4 separate regions of the Mus musculus genome follow, and all the other regions are linked to region 1. The links are chromatin contacts, called in public Hi-C maps. All regions are on one chromosome and are shown on one strand. Each heading gives the region's core, a stretch centred on a gene start, on an enhancer-like site or on the middle of the called end of the contact. The rest is flanking DNA. Distances are from core to core; before and after follow the strand shown. Region 1 overlaps Myo3a (myosin IIIA). Region 2 overlaps Gad2 (glutamic acid decarboxylase 2). Region 3 overlaps Gm39767 (a long non-coding RNA gene). Region 4 has its middle 52 kb from the start of Apbb1ip.

Evidence for each region. A called contact is a pair of places that touch in the nucleus more often than the background predicts.
Region 2: a contact with region 1 is called in a Hi-C map of the N1E-115 cell line, with 2.5 times the contacts expected there. The contact joins two enhancer-like sites. A contact is called at or near these places in 1 of 39 promoter capture datasets (cranial neural crest) and 1 of 484 Hi-C or Micro-C datasets (the N1E-115 cell line).
Region 3: a contact with region 1 is called in a Hi-C map of the N1E-115 cell line, with 7 times the contacts expected there. The contact joins two enhancer-like sites. A contact is called at or near these places in 5 of 484 Hi-C or Micro-C datasets (the G1E-ER4 cell line, the N1E-115 cell line, embryonic stem cells and 2 more), 2 of 115 datasets of contacts at active chromatin or transcription factors (embryonic basal ganglia and embryonic stem cells) and 1 of 9 other capture datasets (pancreatic islet).
Region 4: a Hi-C map of the N1E-115 cell line shows a contact between it and region 1, with 10 times the contacts expected there. The contact joins two enhancer-like sites. A contact is called at or near these places in 3 of 484 Hi-C or Micro-C datasets (the HPC-7 cell line, the N1E-115 cell line and group 2 innate lymphoid cells).

Annotation. Positions count from the first base shown.
Region 1 is chr2:22,254,416-22,260,395 of GRCm38.p6, reverse strand. All of the region lies in intron 3 of Myo3a (myosin IIIA), which reads right to left. Among named protein-coding and RNA genes, the nearest start is that of Myo3a, 30 kb to the right of the region's middle. Within about 2 kb of position 3,350, at least 3 of the 459 cell types and tissues checked have an H3K27ac peak or open chromatin away from gene starts, as enhancers often do. A contact at or near this core is called in the N1E-115 cell line, where this site is marked.
Region 2 is chr2:22,668,262-22,674,441 of GRCm38.p6, reverse strand. Gad2 (glutamic acid decarboxylase 2) reads right to left here. Exons shown (of 16, transcript NM_008078.2): 10 at 6,079-6,180; 11 at 4,677-4,741; 12 at 420-498. Among named protein-coding and RNA genes, the nearest start is that of Mir3967, 17 kb to the right of the region's middle. Within about 2 kb of position 3,296, at least 34 of the 459 cell types and tissues checked have an H3K27ac peak or open chromatin away from gene starts, as enhancers often do. A contact at or near this core is called in the N1E-115 cell line, where this site is marked.
Region 3 is chr2:21,956,584-21,962,495 of GRCm38.p6, reverse strand. Gm39767 (a long non-coding RNA gene) reads left to right here. Exons shown (of 6, transcript XR_866004.1): 2 at 3,376-3,593. Among named protein-coding and RNA genes, the nearest start is that of Gm39767, 4.6 kb to the left of the region's middle. Within about 2 kb of position 3,950, at least 68 of the 459 cell types and tissues checked have an H3K27ac peak or open chromatin away from gene starts, as enhancers often do. A contact at or near this core is called in the N1E-115 cell line, where this site is marked.
Region 4 is chr2:22,719,604-22,725,382 of GRCm38.p6, reverse strand. No RefSeq gene overlaps it. Among named protein-coding and RNA genes, the nearest start is that of Apbb1ip, 52 kb to the left of the region's middle. Within about 2 kb of position 3,667, at least 80 of the 459 cell types and tissues checked have an H3K27ac peak or open chromatin away from gene starts, as enhancers often do. A contact at or near this core is called in the N1E-115 cell line, where this site is marked.

The DNA.
Region 1 (5,980 bases), core at 2,101-4,600:
ATGGGGCAACATAAAAATTACAATTCTTTCCAGACAATAAAATAATAGACAAGAGACCACAGTCACAGTCTTTACATATTGAAATTATTAACCACAAACACCCATCATGTCCTAAACTTCATTACCAACTTGAATAGATATAAAACCACACAGAAAACAAATATAGGTGTGTCTATGAGGGTATTTCCAGATAGATTTACCTGAGACGAGGCTGACCTCAGTGTGGGTGATGTACTGACTAGTTTTGTGTCAACTTGACACAGCTGGAGTTATCACAGAGGAAGTAGCTTCATTTGAGGAAATGCCCCCATGAGATCCAACTGGAAGGCATTTTCTCAATTAGTGAGCAAGGGGGAAAGGCCCCTTGTGGGTGGGACCATCTCTGGGCTGGTAGTCTTGGGTTCTATAAGAGAGCAGGCTGAGCAAGCCAGGTGAAGCAAGCCAGTAAGGAACATCCCTCCACGGCCTCTGCATCAGCTCCTGCTTTCTGACCTGCTTGAGTTCCAGTCCTGACTTTCTTTGGTGATAACAGCAGTGTGGAAATGTAAGCTGAATAAACCCTTTCCTCCCCAACTGCTTCTTGGTCATGATGTTTGTGCAGGAATAGAAACCTTGACTAAGACAAATTGGTACCAGCATAATGAGGTATTCCTTTGACAGCCTGACCATGTTTTGGGGAGGACTGTGGAAGAACTTTGGAACTTTGGGCCAGAAGATCCATTCGGTGTTAAGAGCTCTGTCAAATGTTGTGTAGGAGCTTGGAAGATAATGTTGAGAACAGTGCAGGAGATGGAGGCCTGGCTTGTGAAATTTCAGAGGGAAGATGAAAGACTTTTTTCAGGGCCATTGCTATTTTGGATTGTGAAGATTCCGTGGTTCTGGTTAGCTGGGGCTGAAGAATCAGCTGTGATTAACAAGATTCCAAAACTACTAAAGCAAAAACTTTGCATTACTGGGACTACTGATGCTGGTTAGCTGGAGCTAAGAAATTAAAGGTGATTGAGAAGAGACCAGCATCACTGAGGTGACATCTTCTGGGAAGTGTTTTCTGAGGGCACAGAGGATGTGTTCCAGAGATAGCCAAGGTTGTACCTTGTGCTGTGGCTGGACTTGGTAATGCGTAAGAGTTACCCAGGTGGTACTGGTTTTGAAGGCATGAAGGGGTCATGCAGAGCAGCTGAGGCTCAGCACTGTGAGAGGCCATGGAAGGCCATTGGTGAAGGTGCAGCCTCAGTTGCAATTGATGGCCCAGGGCTGAAGGGGTCATGGAAAGGAGATGAGGCTTGGCACCATGAAGAGGGCCTATGAGAGGCTATTGGTAAAGTCTAGTTCAAGACAGCAGTGTTTGGAGATGCCAGTACCATGAGATGACCATCAAGAACAGCAGCAGCAGTGGAGTACAGGGAGCTGGAGCCTAGAAGACAAGGTCTGTGCTACAAAGGGCAGGGCTGGAGAAGTGACCCAAGCCCTTGGAGGAGCCCAGTAGATCATGAGTTGGATCCCAGACATTGGACGGTTGGAGATTGATTTTGCTTTTGATTGTGCCTGTGCCCTGATATTTTTCCCTCTTGAAGGAAGTTTTTAGTGAAGCCCACAGTTGAGAGACTTTGAATTTAAAGTAATTTGAATTTTATAAGAAAAGGATTAAACTTTTAATATGTAAAGACTGTGGGACTTTTAAAGTTGTTTAAGATATTGGGGATGAATAAGTACTAAGGGTTGAGGCTTACTATTGATGTGTTTGTGTGTCACGTTGACAAGGGGTCAATTGTACTGACTAGTTTTGTGTCAACTTGACACAGCTGGAGTTATCACAGAGGAAGGAGCTTCATTTGAGGAAATGCCCCCATGAGATCCAACTGGAAGGCATTTTCTCAATTAGTGAGCAAGGGGGAAAGGCCCCTTGTGGGTGGGACCATCTCTGGGCTGGCAGTCTTGGGTTCTATAAGAGAGCAGGCTGAGCAAGCCAGGATAAGCAAGACAGTAAAGAACATCCCTCCATGGCCTCTGCATCAGCTCCTGCTTTCTGGCCTACTTGAGTTCCAGTCCTGACTTTCTTCAGTGATGAACAGCAGTATGGAAGTGTAAGCTGAATAAACCCTTTCCTCCCCAAGTGCTTCTTGGTCATGATGTTTGTGCAGGAATAGAAACCCTGATTAAGACAGGTGGCATCATCCTTTCTGTAGATTATGATCCTACACTAAATAAAGAGGCGAAAGAGGAAGCTGCTGACACCAGCTCATTTTTGCTTACTGACTGTGAGCACAACGTGAGCGGCCACCTCATTTCCAGCCACCATGCTTTCCCATCTTGTCTCCTCAAACTGTGAGCTTAAATAAACCATTCCCTCCTTATGTTACTTTAGTATTATGTTTTGTTACAAGAAAAGTAATAGGTTACTTTCTTATCCAAAGTATAAACACACAAACTGTCTGAAAATATGAATACAGAAATTTAAAGTGAATAAGCAATCTTTACCCTTCAAATTTACATCTTTGTTTGAATTTTATCTTTTAAATCCCATAAAAGAAAGTGTGAGTTACCTAAGAATTAAAACAGTAATGTTTTACACAAGATCTATAATTATTTATTACCTAATTTTTAGGACTTAGCATCTCTTACAAACAATAAAATGCAGTTTGGGGAGCCATATTAGTTAAAACTATATGCAAGAAGCATAGGAACTTGCTTTTTTCCAGATAAAAGTTTAAAAAGATCAAAATCATTATTTGATAAGAATAGAGTTATGAAAGTCAGATTGTTAAATTTTATCTAGAGATAATAGTATGCTTGAAAATATAGGAACTTTATTTCCTTCATTTTTAATTTCATTGATATTTTATACTATATTATAATATGGTATGAAAATATTCCATATTTAGAAAGTAGAGATTTGGATATAAAATTCAGTCAATCAGCCAACCAAACGACCAATCATAATGAAAACTGCGGAGAGGGCAACACTGAAATCATGCAGAATCTATCCACTTGCACCAGATGCAGTGAGCTCATCTAGGATGTCCTGGCAGTGGGCCTCATTCTCAATCTGGACACAGTGAAATGGTGAAGAGAGAGAAGAGGAAATGCCTGTCTTTGGCTTTAAGACTCACCCCACAAGATGGGGCCCATGCTTGGTGTTGTAATCAGGGCCCAGAGTCTGTGGCTAGACAGGCCCTAACTAAGCCTTAGGGGAGAACCTGCTATTATTCTCTTAGACAGACAAAGTACACTGACAACTAATGATTTAATGCTACCCACAGATTGATTTATCTCAGCCTTCATCAAAGCTTCCTTCTGAAGTAGATGCTGACTAATAGAGGCCAAACTGGTTAGTGTCAGAGGTCAAGAGGCTGCAGAGTGCACCCAGGACATCTCATAGAGACCACAACATTTTACACTGCCATGAGCAATGAATGGGCAAGGGTTCAAGTTTCCCCCAAACCTCATCGGTTCCCAGCATCATCTGCCTTTGTAAGTTCAGCCATATGAACATTATATCAAACAGTATTTCTTTATGTTTTTAGCTTAACTTTTCCCAAAGCCTAAAAGTGATAAACATTTTTTCTAAATGTTGCTGTGAAGCACTCACTTATATTTACGTTGGGTGGGTCCATTTTATTAGGTGAGATTTCTATTATTCTCACTAGCTGAGAGAGCTTTAGATTTAGCACGGGCATTGGATTTCAACAGTTTCATGGTTCCTGCTTCCCACCTCCATCCCCAGTTTTAATTTATTAAGTGCAACTATGGCCTGAGAATTTTTGTTTTAGCAAATTTATTTTAAGATTTAAATAAACTAGTGTTTTAGAACAAATCCCTCTCAGACAATGCCCGTGCCTACAGAATGTCAGGCTTGTTCTTTGTAATGTCTTTGTCTTTCTTTGTCCGTCTAAGGCTAGCTTCCAAAAAAAGAAGTCAATAAATCCAATTATTTTTAAAATATTTCAAAAGATTCTTGTTTCAAAAAAAAAAGTCAGCTTAAAGAATTCATGGATGCAGTTATCTAGTAAGCTAAGCATCAATAAAAACCAGAAAAACAGAGAATTACTTAGTAACAGGGACATAGCAGCATGCAGACCACATGCATTTCTTATGTACTCCCAAGTCTGTGCTATTCCTGTCCTTTGTCCCTATTCACAGGATGGACGCCCTAATTCTGGTGAGCGGGCTGATCATGCTCACTCTCTCCCAGCTTGTTCATTAAGTATAGTATACAAGGTCAGAAGAGAAAAGTTGAGAACAGAGTTTCTTTCCTTAGTCCAGAGTTCTGCTCAAGAAGCAAGAACATGTGATTTGGATCCCTGGTACCACTGGCAGCTCTGAAATAGTGGACCAGAGATTTTGCCGACAGGCTGCCATAACAACAGAGAGCTGCAAATTCCTCCTCAGTGTACCTGATATTATCTATGAGAGAGTGTGATTTTCTTAGTTCAAATCTAAGAAAAAAATTGAAAATAATGGAGATGCTGGTAATTGCAAGATGGTGAGCAGCTCTGTGAGAGCAGCAGGCTAACTATAGACCATGTAGTATAGGAGGCAGCAACAAAGAAACAGCTAAGAACTCTGTAGGGGTCCTCAAAGACTACTCACAGAAAGTGTGCCTGCATTTAGCTGATCAAACTGTGAAGCAATTCTCTGTCCCCAGGACATTGCTGAAATCTATAGAGAAATCAGCAGACAGTAGGTGGAGTTCAATAGCTTGGTGTCATACAGAAGCAGACTGGCTTAATAGAAAATCAAAGAAAGACCTAGCCAGGGCCTGGGAGATAGCTCAGTTGGTATGTGCTTGTTTTTCAAGTACAGGGACCTGACTCTGGTTCCCAGAACTAATGTATAGGTAGCAGAGGTAACGCATGTGAGTAATCCCAAAATTGGGGAGGTGGAGCCAGCATGATCTCAGGGGCTTTCTGACCTTAGCCTAGGTGGTGAGAGTCCCTGACTTATGAGAAACCATGTTTCAATGAAAATGGCAGACAGAGCCTAAGGAATAACACCTTATATCTCTGGCCCCACAGATCCACACACCTACATGCATGCACCCACTCATATATGTGTACACTCTCCAACACTAGAAGGTAGAAAGAAATCCCTGTTAGAAAGCACTGTCATTGTTAGATAACTGTGAAAATGTCAAAGCCAGGTCTCTAAAGAGTAATGTAAGGAGAAATCCATTTTAGTAAAATACTTAGTTGTATTTACTTAACAAGCCCAAACTGTAAGTCCTCCAAGAGAACTGGCATTTAGAATTCCTACAAAAAGGACGACCTAAAATGCCCAGTTTTCAGTCGCACTATGAGACAAAGGGAGAAATAAGAAAATGCTATTATATAGACATGAAAAAAAAAAAAGGCAACAAGCACTGTATGTGAAAGGATGCTGACGATGTGCCTGACAGACAGAGGCAGGTATGAAAAAATGTGTTCAAATACTAAGGAAAACTATCATTAAAGGAAGAAAGGTTTTTACGTTAATGCCAAACAGGGAATACTAAAACAGAACTAAAATTTTTTATTACAATTACATTATTTTCTTCTTCCCGTTCCTTCCTCCAATGAACCTGTACCTGTTTGTGCTCTTTCAAATTCATAGTCTCTTAATTGGGGCTGGCTTAGAGTTCAGAGGTTTAGTCCATTATCAGCATGGCAGGAAGGATGGTAACCCATAGGCAGACATAGTGCTGGAGAGGTAGCTGAGAGTTCTACATCAGGATCACCAGGCAACAGGAAGAGAGAATGACACTGAGCCTGGCTTGAGCATCTGAAATCTCAAAACCCACCTATGACACACTTCCTCCAAGGTCTCTCTCTGACAAGGTCACGCCTTCTAATAGCGCTAATCCCTGTGGGCCTACAGGGGCAATTTTCATTCAAACCACCACATTGCTTGTTTTTATTTTAACCATAATTTATGAATAATTTAGCTGGGTCTTGAATTGTAAGATGACATAATTTTTCACTGAGGACATCACAAATGTCATTCC
Region 2 (6,180 bases), core at 2,047-4,546, 410 kb before region 1:
TTCTGAATATGATATTCAGATCTAAATATGAGATATACAATATACATGTGCATTTATATCCATGCATATGTATGTAAATCCTAACACCTAACTTTAATTCTTTATCATGTATATATTTCCTATGGTTAAAAACTACTTCTTATAGTTCCATAAACAAATTGTAGATTTAATTTTCTGAGAGGGGGACATAGAAAGTCTGTGCACTGGGGATCTGAGCTGAGGAAAGGAGTTTAAAGAAAACATGCAGATGAAGTCAAGGTCTCAGTTCTGAAGGCTGAGAGTTCAGTCTTCTTCTCCCCTCTAGGCATCCAACTAAAGAGAGTTCAGCAGGGCTCTCCGTGGGAATCATAAGTACCTGAACCTCTATATGAGAAGTTAGATCTGCCCCTAGATTGGCCCCAGAGTCAGGGAAAGCTTACCTCCTCTCTAACCAGGAGAGCTGAACACTGCAAGGGGACACCCATCATCTTGTGAGGATTCCATGTCACAGAGTTGGCCCTAAAAGACAATCACATGAGAGGATGGCGTCCGACATCAGGCTCAGACTACTGAGGTTCTGTCCCTCAGAGCTTCCAGTTTGCTGTCCTTTTCCCTTGCTCCAGGATGACACCCCATCTTCCATTGTTCACAGGGAGGGATGGTGAATAACCTTCATCCTTTTCCTTCTCAGCACCTCCAATGTAGCATACATCTGCCTGTATGACAGTTTCAGGGCCCTTAGGGTGATTGGGTCATAACTCAGAGTCCTGTCTTTAGCCACTATTGACCAGATCACTGAAAGAGTCACCCTTGAGTGTCTATCATCCCTGCTTCTTACTTTGTCACAGTAGCCTGTGTGAGGGATCATTACTGCATTGATTGTCTGTCCTTTCTTTGATGACATTTGTCCTCCTCATATGTCCCTCCAGAAGCTTCTGCTATTCCTCTGAGACCATCTCTCCTCTAACATGATGTGTGTGCAATGTGGCCCATATAGGAGAGGTTCTGCTATCTTCTCCCTGTTCTTTCCCTTTTTCCTCTCTTACTTTTTTTTTTCTCCTTGAAATAGCATCTCACTACAAAGCGTATGATGATTCAAAGTTGTTACCCTCTGCCTCTTGAGTACTGGAGTTATGGATATGGTTGCTCATACCCACCTTACATTCAAGTTTCCAATACAACTTGTCCCCATTCCTATGCATTGCTTTGCTCCTTCAGTAACTGTGGCTCTAAGAGGTACAACTCAGAGACATTATGATCACATATTTCTTTAATAATCATTGCAATTAGCTTAATCTGGATAGTTTTAACTGACCCCCACCCCCATCCTTGTCATTGGAATTATTTCACAGTTTTGTTTATATACAGTCTCCATCTTTCTTGTTCCTAAATTGTCAGCACCCTCTTTCCTTAAAGCTGAAATTCCCAAACCACAGCACATGACTAGCAATGCCTCAGGGTGGCTTGTGTTCAGCCTGTGTCCCTTCCCTTCCTTTACTGTCTCCATTATACAGATTGCCTCTTGGTCTCTGAATGATCTACTCTGCTCTTGGGCCTGTCCTGGAACTTCCTCTTCTTGGCTTCACTTGGTTTAATTTAATTTGTCCCTAGATCCTGATTCTTTTTTTTTTTTCTATTTATTTATTTATTTATTTATTTATTTATTTATTTATTTATTTATAATTTTTTTCCTTTCCATTTTTTATTAGGTATTTAGCTCATTTACATTTCCAATGCTATACCAAAAGTCCCCCATACCCACCCACCCCCACTCCCCTACCCGCCCACTCCCCCTTTTTGGCCCTGGCGTTCCCCTGTTCTGGGGCATATAAAGTTTGCATGTCCAATGGGCCTCTCTTTCCAGTGATGGCCGACTAGGCCATCTTTTGATACATATGCAGCTAGAGTCAAGAGCTCCGGGGTACTATTCATGTTCTTTAGCATCTCTCCCTCACTCCCACTGCTCTACTCCAACCTCTCCCTTCAGTGCCCAGAGAAAGCAACTGCAAAAATTCCATATTTGTTAAGCAAGCTCAATGCTTAACATGATGTTTTGTATAAAGAACCCACAGGAGGAAGGAAGGCAGTGGAACAGCTCATAGCAGCTGTGTCCACAGTGCCCTAGCTTGCTGCTCCTGTAACTCTCCAATCAGGGTCTGAGATCCTTGGGAAGAAATGATGAATGATGGTACTTATTGTACCCCGGATCTTATTTAAGCCAGTGAACAATCCAGCTCAGGGGTCCATGGCATCCGGACAGCACTCCTGGTGACTTACATTTGTGGAAGATATTCTGCTAACTCCATGGACAGGATTTCTGTATTTCTACAACTTTTCTGCCCTACCTATACATACATGGAAGGCCACAAATATACCCTACCCTCCAATCAGACTGAACTTAACTTTTTTCCAAGGACATTTACCAAACATCTCTGCTCTTCAGAGGGAATACCCTCCCTAGATGATGCTAAGCTCCAGAGCTGATGGCTGGCACATGTTGCCTGAAATGATGAGATCTAGGAAGGACCATTTCTTCCTCCAACTTCCTTATCAGAATGCTTACCTTGGCCCTCAAATAGGATCAAAGGCAAGTGATGCTGCCACTTCTGTTTTACTACAACTCTCAGAGAGCCATTAAATCCCCTGGCCTGGAGAAGGGACTAAAGAGTTGGTTTATAATGTCAGTCATGCTCTGGAGTATTTAGGCTCCTAGCACATCTTCTTGGCTCTGCTGGCTCTAGGAAAGGTAGTGATAGCAAGAAAGAGAGTCATCTGAAGGATTTGGTTTGTTCCCAAACAGGATGTTGGACAATGCTTTGCTATTAGGCTGTGAATGTCACTCAGGAATGCCCTGAAACCACAGAGAAGCAATGGATCATGGATTTCCTTTTCCTCTAGAGTGAGTCATAAGCTTTAACTTTTAATACTTACAGAAAATTTATTTCTCCAACTTAGGCACGCTTCTTTCCTAAACTTAAGCCCACATACAATTGTGCTCCAGCAATTTCCAACAGTTCTGTGATCTTATTCCCCAAAGAGAGTGCACATCACACTAAGAAACTCCAAGATAGTTACCATCAGCTTCACACTCAAAGCATGACATGGCAGTGGCCTTATTTATGAGTATTTCATCCTTGGCTATTATGTTTGGTAAATTTAGTTGTAATCTGATTTTGAGAATTGTGGCAGCAAAACCACAAAGGACTCCATGTTCCAAGATGAATAATCTGAGCTTTCCTCTCAAATAATAGTCTTCAGTACAAAAGCATGTGGGTGTTTGCTTTTCTGAGGCTCCAGGTAGGTAATTTAGTGAGCTTTCAAGTGATGGTGGTGGTGGGGTGTGCCATGATTCTCTGCACTTGCAGCGTGAGGAGGCATTAAAGGCAGTATAAAAGATGCTTATACTTTCTGTCAGTCAGAAACAATCAGAGAATAGAAGGTATTGTGCACTGGCCACTTCTGAAAGCACAAGTTCAATTCTGGGTAGGTGTGTATGGTTCTAGCAAAACTTAGGTGGAAGCTCACCTGCTCTCATCTCCCCTCACCCCTGAGCCTTGGAATCAGAACAAAGATAGTGCTAGTGACTTAACCCTGCTATGTTTCAGCCAGGGCTCCTGGCAGCAGACTCAGGAACAGTCATTCCATGGCACAGGGCTTGGCTGCTCTGTCCTGACTTTTCTCCATGCTTATTTCTGCTAATTGAACAGGACATGCTTAGCTCTATCTGCAGCCTTCTTCTCTCCCATATCAACAGTCATGGGTTCTGTGCCTGTGATCAGGCCGGGTATCACACAGATCCTCTCTGGTCAGGCCTCTCTGTGTGCTGACAGATGCTCCCAAGCTCCCGAAGCCTCTTCTCCAGTCCTGAAATGGAACTTGTGCCAAGATATACTAGGGGCAAAGCCAGGGTGAAGGTTTTCCTGGGCAGTATCTGGCTGCTTGGCAGGGTGCAGTAGGCAGTTGGCAGCCTCTAATGTTTTAAGGCTTTCTCTGTTGTCCAGAGTGTCAGAACTCACAACTGTAGCTGTTCTGGTTGACTTTCTGTAATGGGAAAACTGGTGCGTTGCAAAGGCACAGCCTGAGGACATATTTTGCAGTCTGCATCCCCCCCCCTTGGTCCTCCATATGTTTTATGCTAATCAAATATTACTTTCTTTGTGTTCTTCAGCCTTTCTCAATGGTCTGCTGCACTAGCCCCAAATAAAAGCTACTTATTGTATCAATCCAAGCTATGTTAGAAAAGGGTCATGGTGGAATGAAGCCAGGAAAATGAAGTTACTGGCATGTCTTACTTCAACTCAACTGGCTATATCTAATCCCAAAGGTAACTTCCAGCAGTACAAATGACAAGGTGCTTGCCTACTTTGATAAAACTATGTATTACTTTCTTTAAAGCTGTGAATACTACTCTTATGGTAACATGAAAGCAATAGATCTCTCTAGAAAAATGTGGACAGCTTGCAGGTTTTAAAATCATGGTGTTTGATTCAAAGATGGAAGGAATGAACTCTAGAGACACACCCCAATTTTGAAAGACATTCTCCATGGTTTTTTTTTTTTTTTTTTCACTTAGGCTTAGGCAAGGCTCATAAATACAGGCATTGTTGGCATTGCAAGCCTTCTTTAGAAGTTGAGTGCTGTTCTCTTTTATGTAGCTTTTTAACACTCTACATTACAGACTAGGAAATTACACATACCTCTCTACTCCACTCAGCTTCCACTTGTGTTTCCGGGACATCAGTAACCCTCCACCCCAAGCAGCCTGAAAAAGCAAAACAGATGAGGAAGACTCTAGCAACTCTCTATGGCCTAGATTTCTAGTTTGGTGTCTTCCATATTAATGGGAATGCCATCCTATGAAGATGACCTGCATAGTTCCATGCTGAGTAAGGGAGTGGATCATCTTCTAATGTGAGGGCTTTACATTTCAAGGTTGAAGTCTCTGGTTCTGTCTTACAATTATACATTATATATTTATAATTATGGAGCCAAATTGGTGTCACATTTCCCTAGTCTACATGAGCTGGAGAAAGACAGCTTCCCCATCCCTTGCTGTGGTTTTAAAGTTGTCCCTTTGGAAGTCCCATACTTTAGAATGAGAAAGCCTATGGTTGCTACAGTTGGAGTGGATAAGATGGGCTGGGAAACCATTAAACAGGTTCTATGTTGAAGGCCTGAATGACCCATGTTAATGCTATCTGCAGTATAAGCTTACAATAGCATAAGGAGTTTGCACCTGGATGTGTGACAACTTACAGGAAGAAGATATTGCAACAACAACAAAAAAAAAAAAAAAAAAAGAAAAGAAAAGAAAAGGAAAGTAAAAATGATCAGCTGAATTAAACATTGTGCTTAGTCGGTGATGATTTATGATCAGTTGTTTATCACAAATATTTTACCACATTGCGGATCATTAGCAAGAACTGTGCAGAGGGCAACTGACCTTCAAGCTACACCAAATAACATGCTCAGTTTAAATTCCTCCAGTCTTGTAAAAATGATGGTGTACATTCTTCATATTTTGGTGCCTTATGTTAAAACATCTCAAATACAGTTCAGCGTCTTAGTTCACGAAGCCAACATATTAGAAATTTGGTAATTCACATTTCCTAATTTTAAGTTGGCAAGCCTCTTTTTTCCACTGAACACATGATTTTCTAACTTGATGCTGAATTTTATAATCCTATGGATTTTTGTTACAAATGTAAATTCTGACTATAGCTACAAGGGAGACTATGTGTGACTATGTGTATGAGTGATTTTTATTCAGAGACATTATGGATAAATGAATTGAGAACCAAGTGTTCAGCTCAAGTACTGGCTATGTTGAGAATATTTTCATTTTGGGAACCTTAATGCATAATCAATCTCAGGCGGTTTCCAGTCAATATCACATACTGTGTAAGTTCTGTGCCTCTGAAATCTTTAAAAGCTGAGATGCAACCATTATAAATATAATGAGAGAGAGAGAGAGAGAGAGAGAGAGAGAGAGAGAGAGAGAGAGAGAGAGAGAAAGGGAGAATGCAAATTGTATTCCACGAGCTTGATCTAAAACAACGTGTAAAGGTGTTTACTGGGTAGTTGCTGAGTGTTACTTACATCCACGTGCATCCAGATCTTATACTTTTTGCAGATGTCAGCTACAGCCAAGAGAGGATCAAAAGCCCCATACACGGTGGTTCCAGCTGTGGCACTCACCAG
Region 3 (5,912 bases), core at 2,701-5,200, 300 kb after region 1:
TCAATTTATAGAGCAGTCTCTCTACTGTTTCTCATCCTCATCACGCATTGAAGGAAGGGATTTTGTCACAGACATCCACTTACAAGCTCAAGAGTCTGGACCAGTTTATAGTTAGACTCTTTGGTGTGATGGTCTGTTTTGTTATTGTAACAAAACAAGTGGATATGAGTGTTTTATGGAGAAAAGAGGTTTGGGGTGTATGTGTGTGTGCACGCTCACGTGTGTAGACTAAGGGACAGCAAACAGGACTTTATGATCTCCTTCTACCATGTTGGTCTTGAGGATTGACCTTCATCCTTATTCTTGGTAGCAAGCACCTTTACCTTTTGAGTGATCTTGCAAAACCTAGAAAAGAGGTTCCTTATTTCACAGTCTTAGAGGCTGGACGCTTAGGGGTGAGTTTCTCCACTTATGAAGATAGTCTAGTTACATCACAGTAAGGCAGATGGCATCATGGTAGGAGCAACTATAAGAGGAAGAAATTGCTTCACAAGAGCCTAGCTAGACTCAAGAAACTGAGTATTTTTCTAAATGTGTTCCCCAGGGAAACTAGCTATCACCCAAGGTAGATACTCCATGACTAATTACCATGTGGTACCCCCAGCACATCTACACTTCCACATAAGAGACCAAGCATCCAGTACACAGACATGCTTACACAGTCCCCAAACTTAGCTGCCTTTCATGGAAGTATCCTTATACAGACTGGGCATGCAGGATAAAGCAAACCTCCTTACATCAAACTATTTGATGTTATTAATATAGACAACAAAAATCAGGAAGCCCTGTTTAGAAATGCAATTTAAATGTAAACACAAATTTCTTGGGTTATTCAGAAAGTAATGTAGCAGCTATCATGTGGCCATGGACATAGAGCATGTGTGTGGACTTTGTATGAGCCTTCTGAGGGATGCTATGAGACATGATTTCTTTGATGGCTATGAAACTCTCATAAGAAAGTTACTGAAGTACAGACCTGGTCCTCCAAAGATGGCATTGCAGAAGGGATTGCCTGAAACTATCTGCCACCCTCCCCCTGCAGAGTCTGCAAGGATGTAAATGAAGACTCTCCTTGGTCTTGAGTTAATATGAAAGGCCACACCTGGTGTTTGTGAACTGTGGTTTCTGGGCTGACTCTGGCTGGGCTGGCAAAAGCAGTGTTCTGTTACAGAATAAATCTCCTCTGAGCAGTGGCAAAAGGTTTGTCCTAGAACAGCTGAGCCTACTTCGGCCTGGGATCTGATCTGCTCAGAAATATACTATGTTCCCCTTGCTCTCTCTACAGCTCCAGACTCTTGGCCAGGGAATAGAGCAGAGCATTGACATTACTGCATCATTTTCATAGAAAACAACTTTAGTTTTGGTTTTTATATTATTTGAGTCTTTTTTTTTCCCCTGAAATTCTAAATATGTAGTTATCTAGAAATGGGTGCTTGATCAATACTTATAGTCTTTGTTCAAGTTGCAATAACAAATAACCAAAGACTGGTCATCTTAAACAGCAAACATTCAACTTCTTACACTTCTGTGTTCTAGGTCAAGATGAAGGGGCATTTGGGCAGCACCTCCTGCACTTTCTGACTTGCAGAGTGGGGTCTTCCTGAGGTGTCTTCACATGAAGGCCAGACTACAACCTCCCACCCCCAATAAGGACCCAATAGCCCCAGCTGTGTGGGCTCTACTTTTAAGAACTTGACTACAAAGATGCCATCTCCCAACAATGTCAGCTAGGACTTAGGATTTATGCATATGAATTTTAGAGAAACAAACCCCCCTCTAAGCCCCTGATATAATGATCAGAGTTTGTAGGTTCAAATCTTTTAGGGATCTATTGTTTTTCAGCCACACTCCCATCAATAATCTTACCTGGGAGTTCTGCTATTAAGTTCACAAAGGTGCCTGGAAGGGAGAAGGTGTTACAGAATTCTAATTACAAGGTGATCACAGTTGTTTGCCTCCTTTCTTTTGTGTCTTTTTAATTTAGCAAGCTAATTTTATATTTTTGTGGTTTTCTCTCTACTCTAAACAATGTGAAATGCTGCCTTTCACTTAGCCTAAATACTGGCCAATAATTAATTAATTAATTAATTTTTTAAACTGAATCCACAAGAGACACCTTGTGTTTCTCTTCATATCACCACAGGAAGGTGTGCCTGTCAGGGCGAATAGTGCAGGTCATTGCTGAGTCTCCTTCTTCACCCGGGCAGCAGTCTGCAGAAGCTGCCCTGGAGTGACCATTGTGAAGCTGTTCTCTGCTGCATGTTTTCCCCACAGCTCCCCACTGAAACATGGGCAGCCTGAGAGCGCCCATGGTGAAAGTGTTTATAGCCTGGAAATTGACAAGTGCTGCTGTTAAACCTGTCCAGCATGAGGTATCAGCTTTCCCACTGACTTTTGAGAAATGCTGTTAAATGTAGATAGGGAAATGATGTTGGTTGGGCATAGTAAGGAAGCAAAATTACATAGGGTTGAATTCTCATACGCTAGTGCAAATGTTTACTAATCTGTCCAAAACCAAGTTCCAGCACCAAAGCTTAGGAAACTGGGTGCCAATGAAAAGTCAGGGCCCTCTGTGGCCCACTAAGAATCTCAGAGACTAAGCAGTACAGAACGTAGTGGTGAGACATGTCCAGACAAAGGAAGCCAGGAGAAATCTTAAAATAAGGTCAATAAACACCTATCTACTAAAGGTTTCCACTGAGCACTTAGAGTTTCCAGGGAAATGCAGGCTGCAGTGTATCTCTGCAACAGTCCTCCATTCTGGAATGATATTCTTGTCAGTGGAAATGATCCAACTCCTTTTGTGGATTTTACACCAACTATGTGACCACAACCCTTATACCCTGGAATGCACCTTTCTCATCCAGAAAATTAGACCTCTGTTCTCTGAGATTACCCTCTGAAGCATAATTTAGTTATTATTACACAATAATAATCTGTAGAAGGATAATGGTGTCAGAGCCTGAATGAAATCAGCACGTTTATAGTTATTTTCAGGTGTATGTTTTGTTTTCCCTATACTGTGGAACTCTTTAGTACACAGCCTCAATCTCTCTTTCATCTTTGTCTCCTCTGTGCTGGATACATGCTAGATATTCAGAGGATGTCTACTGGATTAGCAAATGAGTCGTAAACACTCTTATAATAAACCAGAGACTAGGTAAACAGAATTTAGAATTATAGAGAAACTCCCATCCCTCATTACACATTTCCATTGGAGTTTCAGGAGACACCAACTATTAAAACATACTCTATTTTTCAGATCCTGGAGAAAAGTAGAGACAAGGCTAAGGTTCTGAAGAACAATGTCCTTCCCAGGGCTGGTTCTGGTTCTTTCCCAGCTTTTGGAACATCAGGCTCCATTTTGTTTTACAGAGCAGTAGGACTCTGGTTTTGACTGTCAGATTCCTGCAGAGGCATGGCTTTGAGCTCAGTAGACCATCTTAGCCTCTATTTGCAGCCATCGCTGGAATCTTGGGAGACTGCAGCATCTGTACAGTGCACTGGGCATTTCAGGAAACTGCTTGACTAAGTAAAACACAGCTATCAACCTGTTGTTGAGAAAATCTGACTTACGGAACGTTTTCCTTCAGGTATGTTGAACCCTAAGGACTGAGGGAATGTTTGGTCACCAGAACAGATGTGCCCTTTCATATCATGAACAAATGCAGAGCTAATCTTGCTTTCCATTGTGGCTTGTGCATTGACTCCGATTTGCTATGTGAGTTTTCTTCTTAAAACTATCAAAAAACAAGTCATTTATTGTCAAAAGCTCCCACAAGGGGCACACAAGGGTGTTCTGCTTTTAAATAAATTTCTGTAGCAAAGCCCACTGTCATTTTTGAGACAGTGACGTACGTGGAGAATTATTCATTTCCTGTCTGTCAGCTCCTTCAGAGTTCAGATCGCTTGCTTGGTGACAGTAGTTTAGTTCAAGCCAACTCAATGCTGCACTCAAGTGGTCAATTCTATGTAGCACAGAAAGAAAACAAGACAAAGAGCCACTGCTGATCAGAAACAAGGGAGTTACCAAAATCCACTGCTCACCTTGAACCTTACATAGAACAGACTGTGAGATAAAATGAGCCCAATAGATGCCCTTGCAGAATCTGTATGATGTGTAAAGAATTCAGAGTAGGAGGCAATTAAAGTGCCAGGCTTTTGCTGTCAAGTCAGAAAAACAAACAAACAAACAAACAAACAAACAAAATAGCTTTCTTTTGCTAGGTATAGTAGCTTGGGCTGCCATCTGTGGTATCTTAGAATTTGTAGAACATCTACCCAGTCCCTCTGGCTTACAGAGTCTCCAGTGAGATGTCAAGTGTAACTCTTGGGCCATGGTCATTTTTCCCCTGGAGCTTTAATATTCTCTCTTTGTTCTATACAGTTAGTGCTTTGATTATTATGTGCTAACGTGGGTTTATTTTCTAGTCTGAGCTATTTGGTGTTCTGTATGTTTCTTGTACCTTGATAGGCATCTCCTTCTTTAGATCATGAGAATTTTATTCTATGATTTTTGTTAAAAAAATGTTTTCTGAGCCTTAGACTTGTGTTTCTTTTCCTTCCTATATGCCTATTATTCTTAGATTTGGCCTTTGCACAGTGTCCAATATTTCATGGATATTTTGTGCCAGGAGTTTTAGAGTTTAAACATTTTCTTTTACCAATATATTCTATTCTCCTGCTGTGTCTTGAATGCCTGAGACTCTCTCTTCCATCTTTTATATTCTTCTAGTGAGGTTTGCCTCTGAGCTTCCTGCTCAAATTCCTAAATTTATTCATTTCCAGATTTTCCTCAGTTGGGTTTCTTAATTGATTCTATTTCTGCTTTCAGGTCTTGAACTGTTCTTTTCATTTCCTTCCACTGCTGTGTTGCAGATGATTTTTTAAAGGGGTTTATTTGTTCCCTCTTTAAGTACCTCATTATATTCATAAAGGCTGTTTCAAGGTCTTTTTCTTGTTTTTAAGCTATGTTGGAATACTGAGGGTCTGCTGTGTTGGGGTTGCTGGGCTTCAAAGGAGACTTATCATCCTAGATGCTAATGAATGTGTTTTCATTCTGGATTGTAAGTATCTAGGATTTGGAAGATTGTAGTTCAAGGTGCTGATATTTGGTCTTCTCTTTGTTAGGTGGATTTTTTTCCTTTTGTTTTCTGTTGCCCTCTTATTCTTAGGAGAGTGTGGTGGCTGTGTGTTGCCTGATAGGAAATTCTTCTGTGGATACTGTGCTTCCCTGGTGAAATGTGTTTCTGGTATTGGGAGCTGACACTTAAATGGGGATGGTTTGGGGTGGGGGACTGAGCAGCTCCACAGGAGAGAGTAAAGGAGAACATTCCACCAGGATGTAGTTAGTGCCATAGAATAGGGACAGAGAGTCAGAACAAACACAGGTGAAGGTCTGCTACCTAAGAAGGAGGAGTATGGGAAATTGGACTTAGTGGGCCAGAGGGAAAGGTGAAGATCTGCTTCCCTGGTGCATGCGCTAATGTGCTATAGTTAATTTGTTAAAATCTCAGCATATAACTACTCATATAGGTTTATGAGATACAGTGCTCTGTCTCTGACTCTCTGTCTCTGTCTTTATCTCTCTCTCTATCTCTCTCTCTCTCTCTCTCACACACACACACACACACACACACACACACACACACACACACACACAAATCCAAGCAGAGTAAATGGAGCATCCATTTTCCCAGAGGAATAGTATGTTTATGACACATACACAGGCTACTGGGGAACATCACAGCATGACAGATCATTCTGTACATACTTCTAAACACCAGTATACAGTATATTATTTCCCTTCCATAAGTGTCTCTTCTGTGCTTGCTTCACTCAAGGACAAGTAGCTGAATTAAGCACACAGGATGAGTACAAAGGTTGAAAAGAGTGATTCCTAAGGCCAACCC
Region 4 (5,779 bases), core at 2,418-4,917, 460 kb before region 1:
ATGGGGTTTCCATAGCACAGTCACATCTCTGACCCATAATTGTTCCTGTCTGAAAGAATTACAGAGCTGGAAATAGAGAGGAGCCTGAGGAAAAGAAGGTCCAGTGACAGGCCCAAAGTGGGATGCAACTCAAGGGGAGGTCCCAAGGCCTGACACTATTACTGAGGCTATGGAGTGCTCACAAAAAGGGATCTATCATGACTGCCCTCCAAATGACCCAACAAACAGCTGAAAGAGTCAGATGCAGATATTTGCACCAAACCAGTAGACAGAAACAGGTGACCCCTGTTGTTAGGGAAGGCTGAAAGAAGCTGAGGAGAAGGGCAATTCTGTAGGAGGACCAGCAGTCTCAATAAATCTGGACCTCTGAGATCTCTCAAACACTGGACTATCAAACAGTCAGCATACATCACCTGATATGAGGCCCCCAACACACATACAGTAGAGGACTTCTGGGTCTGTTGTTCATTCAGAGATGATGCACCTAACCTTCAAGAGACTGGAGACCCAGGGAGTTTAGAGGTCAGGTGGGGTGGGAGGTAGGGGCAGCTATATGGAGATGGGGTGGGATGGGGAGGAGGTGTGGGATGTGGAGCAGTCAGAGGGTGGATGGGGTCAGGAATGGAATATGGAGTGTAAAAATAAATTAAACATAAAATAAAAATTAAAAAAGACAACATTTAATTGGGGCTGGCTTATAGTTCAGAGGTTTAGTCCATTATCATCATGGTGGGAAGCATGGTGACATGCAGGCTGACATGATGCTAGTAGCTGAGAGTTCTACATCAGGATTGGCAGGTAGCAGGAAGAGCAAGCTACTGGGCCTTGCTTGAGCTTCTGAAACCTCAAAGGCCACCCCCAGTGATACACTTCCTCCAATAAGATCTTGCCTACTCCAGCAAGGCCACATGTTCTTTCAAACAGTGCCACTCAGAGAGCCATTTTCATTCAAATCACCACAGTTCCCTGAGCCTTGGCTGAGGAAGACTGATATAGATGACTCATTTGTATCTGAGCACTCATGGTTATTTACACTCAGCACATTGCCCAGCTGTGAGTCTCTGGCCTTAAGCATGACTCACTGCAATGAGAAATTTCTCTGATCAGGGCGGAAAGTAACACAAATCTTCGAGTATAAATGTAACTATTTATAAGGAAGTTGGGCAGTGTGACCATTTGATAATACAGCAGAAGTCCTCTAGAACCTGTGAGTTCTCTAATCATAGGCTTTGGACCAGGCCTACAGTGAGTGCCTGGCATGAACTTCCTCCTAGGGAGCAGGAGTCACAGCCAATCAGAAGGCTGTTGAGGGGAGGGAGGGAGTGGAGTCTGGAATGATAGCTCAGTGGTTAAGAGCCCTTGTGCTTGGAAAGGCCCTGGGTTCGTTCTCAGTATCTACATGTTCTTTCCAGGCAGCAGCCATGCTCATGGTATACATAAATGCACACTGACAACCATGTCATACACATGAAATACAAATAAATCTAAATAAAGAATAAAAAAAAGAAAATGGTCAGTTACTCCCATAGCCACATTCTACTATTGCAACATTGGTATATCTTGCCTATATATAGGGTGGGTATTGCTGCTTGTAGAGTCCAGTGCTTGGTGTCTTTTCTCCTCAAGTAGTCTGCATGACTTCTTCTGATACTGTGTAAGCTAGTTAGCAGAAAGGAGTGTTTATTGGTCCGTTGAGGTTGGAGTTTTAAGTTTTTCCAACATGCATGAGAAGACTTTATTCCAGCAGTTATAAACAAAATAAAACAAAACAAGTAAACAAAACATATCTTCAAATTGGATAGCTTTAGAACCAGAACAGGTCCTGAGAACTCCAACAGTGTGATCTAGCAGTACTTACTGCAAAGAGCCCGAGGAACAGAAGCAGTGTAAGTGGTTATGCTCATTTGATTAGTGGCTGCAACCAAAGCTTGTGATCAGCTAGAGCACAGATACTGCAACCGGAGCTTAGTGCAGGCCCTGCTCCAAGCCAATCTCTGTATGATTTGAATATGAAACATCTACCCAAAAGGCTCATATACTGAGGCTTGCTCTTCAGCTGGTGGCACTATTGACAGGCAATCATGAGGGTGCCACTTCATTATGGGTTAATCCATTGTTGAGTCTATACCGAATCAGCTCTTAGAAGATGGTCTGAAGGTGTGCATTTGCACCGTCTGTTTGGTCTGTGGTTTCTTACTGTATCTCTTTACTTCCTGTCTCCTATAGCATGTATGCACATTTCCTAATTTGTACTGTTTGCTGTATGGTAGTAGAATTCTACTTGATCAAGTTTGCAGTATGCTTCTGTGCTAAAACACCATGACTAAAAACAACTGGGGAAGATAGAGTCTGTGTCATTGTCTAACTCCTGTATCAGGATGCATCACAGGCAAGTCAGGGCAGGAACTCAGGCAGCTACCAGGAGGCAGGACCTGAGGTAGGGACTGTGAAGGGATGCTGCTTACTGGTGTGTTCAGCTGCTTTTATACACAGCCACTTGTCCAGGGATGGGTGGGCTGGGCCATCCCATTATAATAAATAATCAAGAAAATGATCCACAGATATGCCCAACATAAATTCTTTAATTGAAATTTCTTTCCAGGTATGTTAGGTTTCTGTCAAACTGAAAAAAAATTAACCAACACAAATTGACCATTGTCAACTTGACACACAAATACATCACTATTAAACCATAATCTTTTCTTTCTTGTCTATCTCCAAGATCTCATGTTAGTATCACAAGTAAAACATACAATAACTTTACCCCCCCCCATTGTTTGAAAATTTACAACATTTTAGAAGTTCAAATTCTCTTTAAAAATACAGTCTCTTAACGATGGGCTCCTGTAAATTCCAAGATATGTCACATGATTTCCGGAGTGAAGTGTTAGAGCACAGTTCCAATCAAATCAACATACAACCAACATTATCTATCCTACCAGTCAAGCCTGGAGCTCCATTTCCAGCATCTGGGACACTCATGAACTTCTATGTTCTGAAGAGCTTTGGCAATTCCACTTCTTTGGCTCTGGCATATGAAGTACAAACAGCTTGTTTGGTGGGCTTGGTTTCACTCCACACCTGCTGCTGTGCACAGAGGTTGTCTCAAGTTGGTTCAGACATCTACAATGATGAGCCAGCATCTTCAAAAATGGACTGGTCTGGCCTCTTCAGGGACTTTGACATTGTCACATGGTGCCAAGCCTCAGCTTCTCTCAATGATCCTCCAGTCTTGGGTTTCTATTGCAGCTGAGACTACATCTCCAACAATGGTCTCTCTTTAGAGACTTCCAATGCATTATACAGCAAAGGTTGTTATTTCACACTTGACCACTGGGGGGAAGTATGGCATTTCAAACATAGCGCACAGAGCAAGCAGTCAGGCCATTTCAGTATGCCTGTGACTCAGACACACTTTCTTTTGATTTAAATGTGCTCAGATCCACCCTGTGTTTGTGAAAGGAAATGGAGGACTATAATTACGTAAGAAGAATAGATAAAACGGAAAAAGAAAAGCACTTCCATTTCTAAGAATCACGATAGAGAATTAAAGACGAAAAGTAAGAAAAATGGCACGAATACCAAATGTTTTTCTGTGTGTCCTTAGTAATAGAGGTGAAAGATGTGCACAAGCTAGAACTTTGCTAATGCCGAGGAGAGCTCACAGGAAGTGTGGGTTAGAGCCTCAGAGCCTCACACAAACGTGGTGGGGCTGCTCTCCATATTTCCTTCCACATGGGAGGACCAGAAGATAAGAAAAAGACTGACAGAATATAATTTTCCTCAGGTAGGATGATCCCCAAGACAGAGAAGTGAACACTAGAGAGAAAGAATTTGAGTATAAACACTGCCTGAAATAAATGGTGGCTGAGGAGATAAACTGCTCTAGGAAGACACTGGAATGGTCAGACCCTGCAGGGGTAATGAGCTGAAACTATAGGGGTGTCAGTGAACACCAGTTACCAGAGCGTAGTAGCATTGGTAACAGTTTCCAAATATTGACTAAATGCTAAAATGAGCTACAACAGTGGCAATATAAAAGGGCATCAGGTGGTTTCATCTCAAGGAGTCAGTGTTTAGAGAACTATAGTTTTGTGATATGATTATAAGGTAGAAAGGATTGAGAAAGAAACATACATCTTTAAGCATTCAACTCAATGTTGGTTTGCTATGTTTCTGTCAAATATCTATTGGTTATAGACTAAATACTTCATGAGCTTTCCACCCACAGTTACATTGTACACTAAGGGAAGGGACCTCACAGGGAAGAGCTGCCTGGCCAAATGCAGCTCATCCCTTTTCTTTCAGTTCTGAGGAAATGTATTCCAAATGAAGCCTCAATGCAAAACATATTGCTGTCATGAGGGCATAATTAAATTGTACTTAAAATGCTTGAAACTCTAGGTAGAAACATTTCCTTAAAATTCATATTTTAGATGTTCAACATCCTTAATCATCGGGGAAATGCAAGTCAAAACAACCCTGAGATTCTACCTCACACCAGTCAGAATGGCTAAGATAAAAAATCCAGGTGATAGCAGACGATGGGGAGGATGTGGAGAAAGAGGAACACTCTGCCATTGCTGGTGGGATTGCAAGCTGGTACAACCACTCTGGAAATCACTTTGGCGGTTCCTCAGAAAACTGGACAAAGTACTACCAGAAGATCCAGCAATACCACTCCTGGGCATATACCCAGAAAATGTTCCAACTTGTAAAAAGGACACATGTTCCACTATGTTCATAGCAGCCTTATTTATAATAGCCAGAAGCTGAAAAAAACCTAGATGTCCCTCAACAGAGGAATGGATACAGAAAATGTGGTACATTTACACAATGGAGTACTGCTCAGCTATTAAAAATAATGAATTTATGAAATTCTTAGGCAAATGGATGGATCTGGAGGATATCATCCTGAGTGAGGTAACCCAATCACAAAAGAACACACATGACATGCACTCAGTGATAAGCAGATATTAGCCCAGAAACTTAGAATACCCAAGATACAATTTGCAAAACACATAAAACTCAAGAAGAAAGAAGGCCAAAGTGTGGATACTTTGTTCCTTCTTAGAATGGGGAGCAAAATACTCATGGAAGGTGTTACAGAGACAAAGTTTGGAGCTGAGATGGGAGGAAGGACCAACCAGAGACAGCCCCACTTGGGGATCCATCCCATAAACAACCACCAAACCGAGACACTATTGCATATGCCAGTAAGATTTTGCTGACAGGACCCTTGTAAGTCTATGCCAGTGCCTGGCAAACACAGAAGTGGATGTTCACAGTCATCTATTCCAATGTAGGAGCTAGAGAAAGTACCCAAGGAACTGAATGTGTCTGCAACCTATAGAAGGAACAAAAATAAGAACTAACCAGCACCCCCAGAGCTCATGTCTGTAGCTGCATATGTAGTAGAGGATGGCCTAGTCAGCCATCAATGGGAGGAGAGGCCCTTGGTCTTGTGAAGATTATATGCCCCAGTACAGGGGAATGCCAGGGCCAGGAAGTAGAAGTGGGTGGGTTGGGGAGCAGGGCAGGGGGAGGGTATAGGGGAGGGGACTTTCAGAGAGGAAACTAGGAAAGGGGATAGTATTTATAATGTAAATTAAGAAAATATCTAATAAAAAATCATATTTTAGAAAAAGCTAGTGAAGTGACTTGAGATTTTCTTACAGGAGTTTGAAAAGATGTTGTTCTAGCTAGATACATCAGCTTGATAGGAGCTAGAGTCATTAGTGAGGAAGTAGCCTTAACTGGGAAAATGCTTCCATAAAGT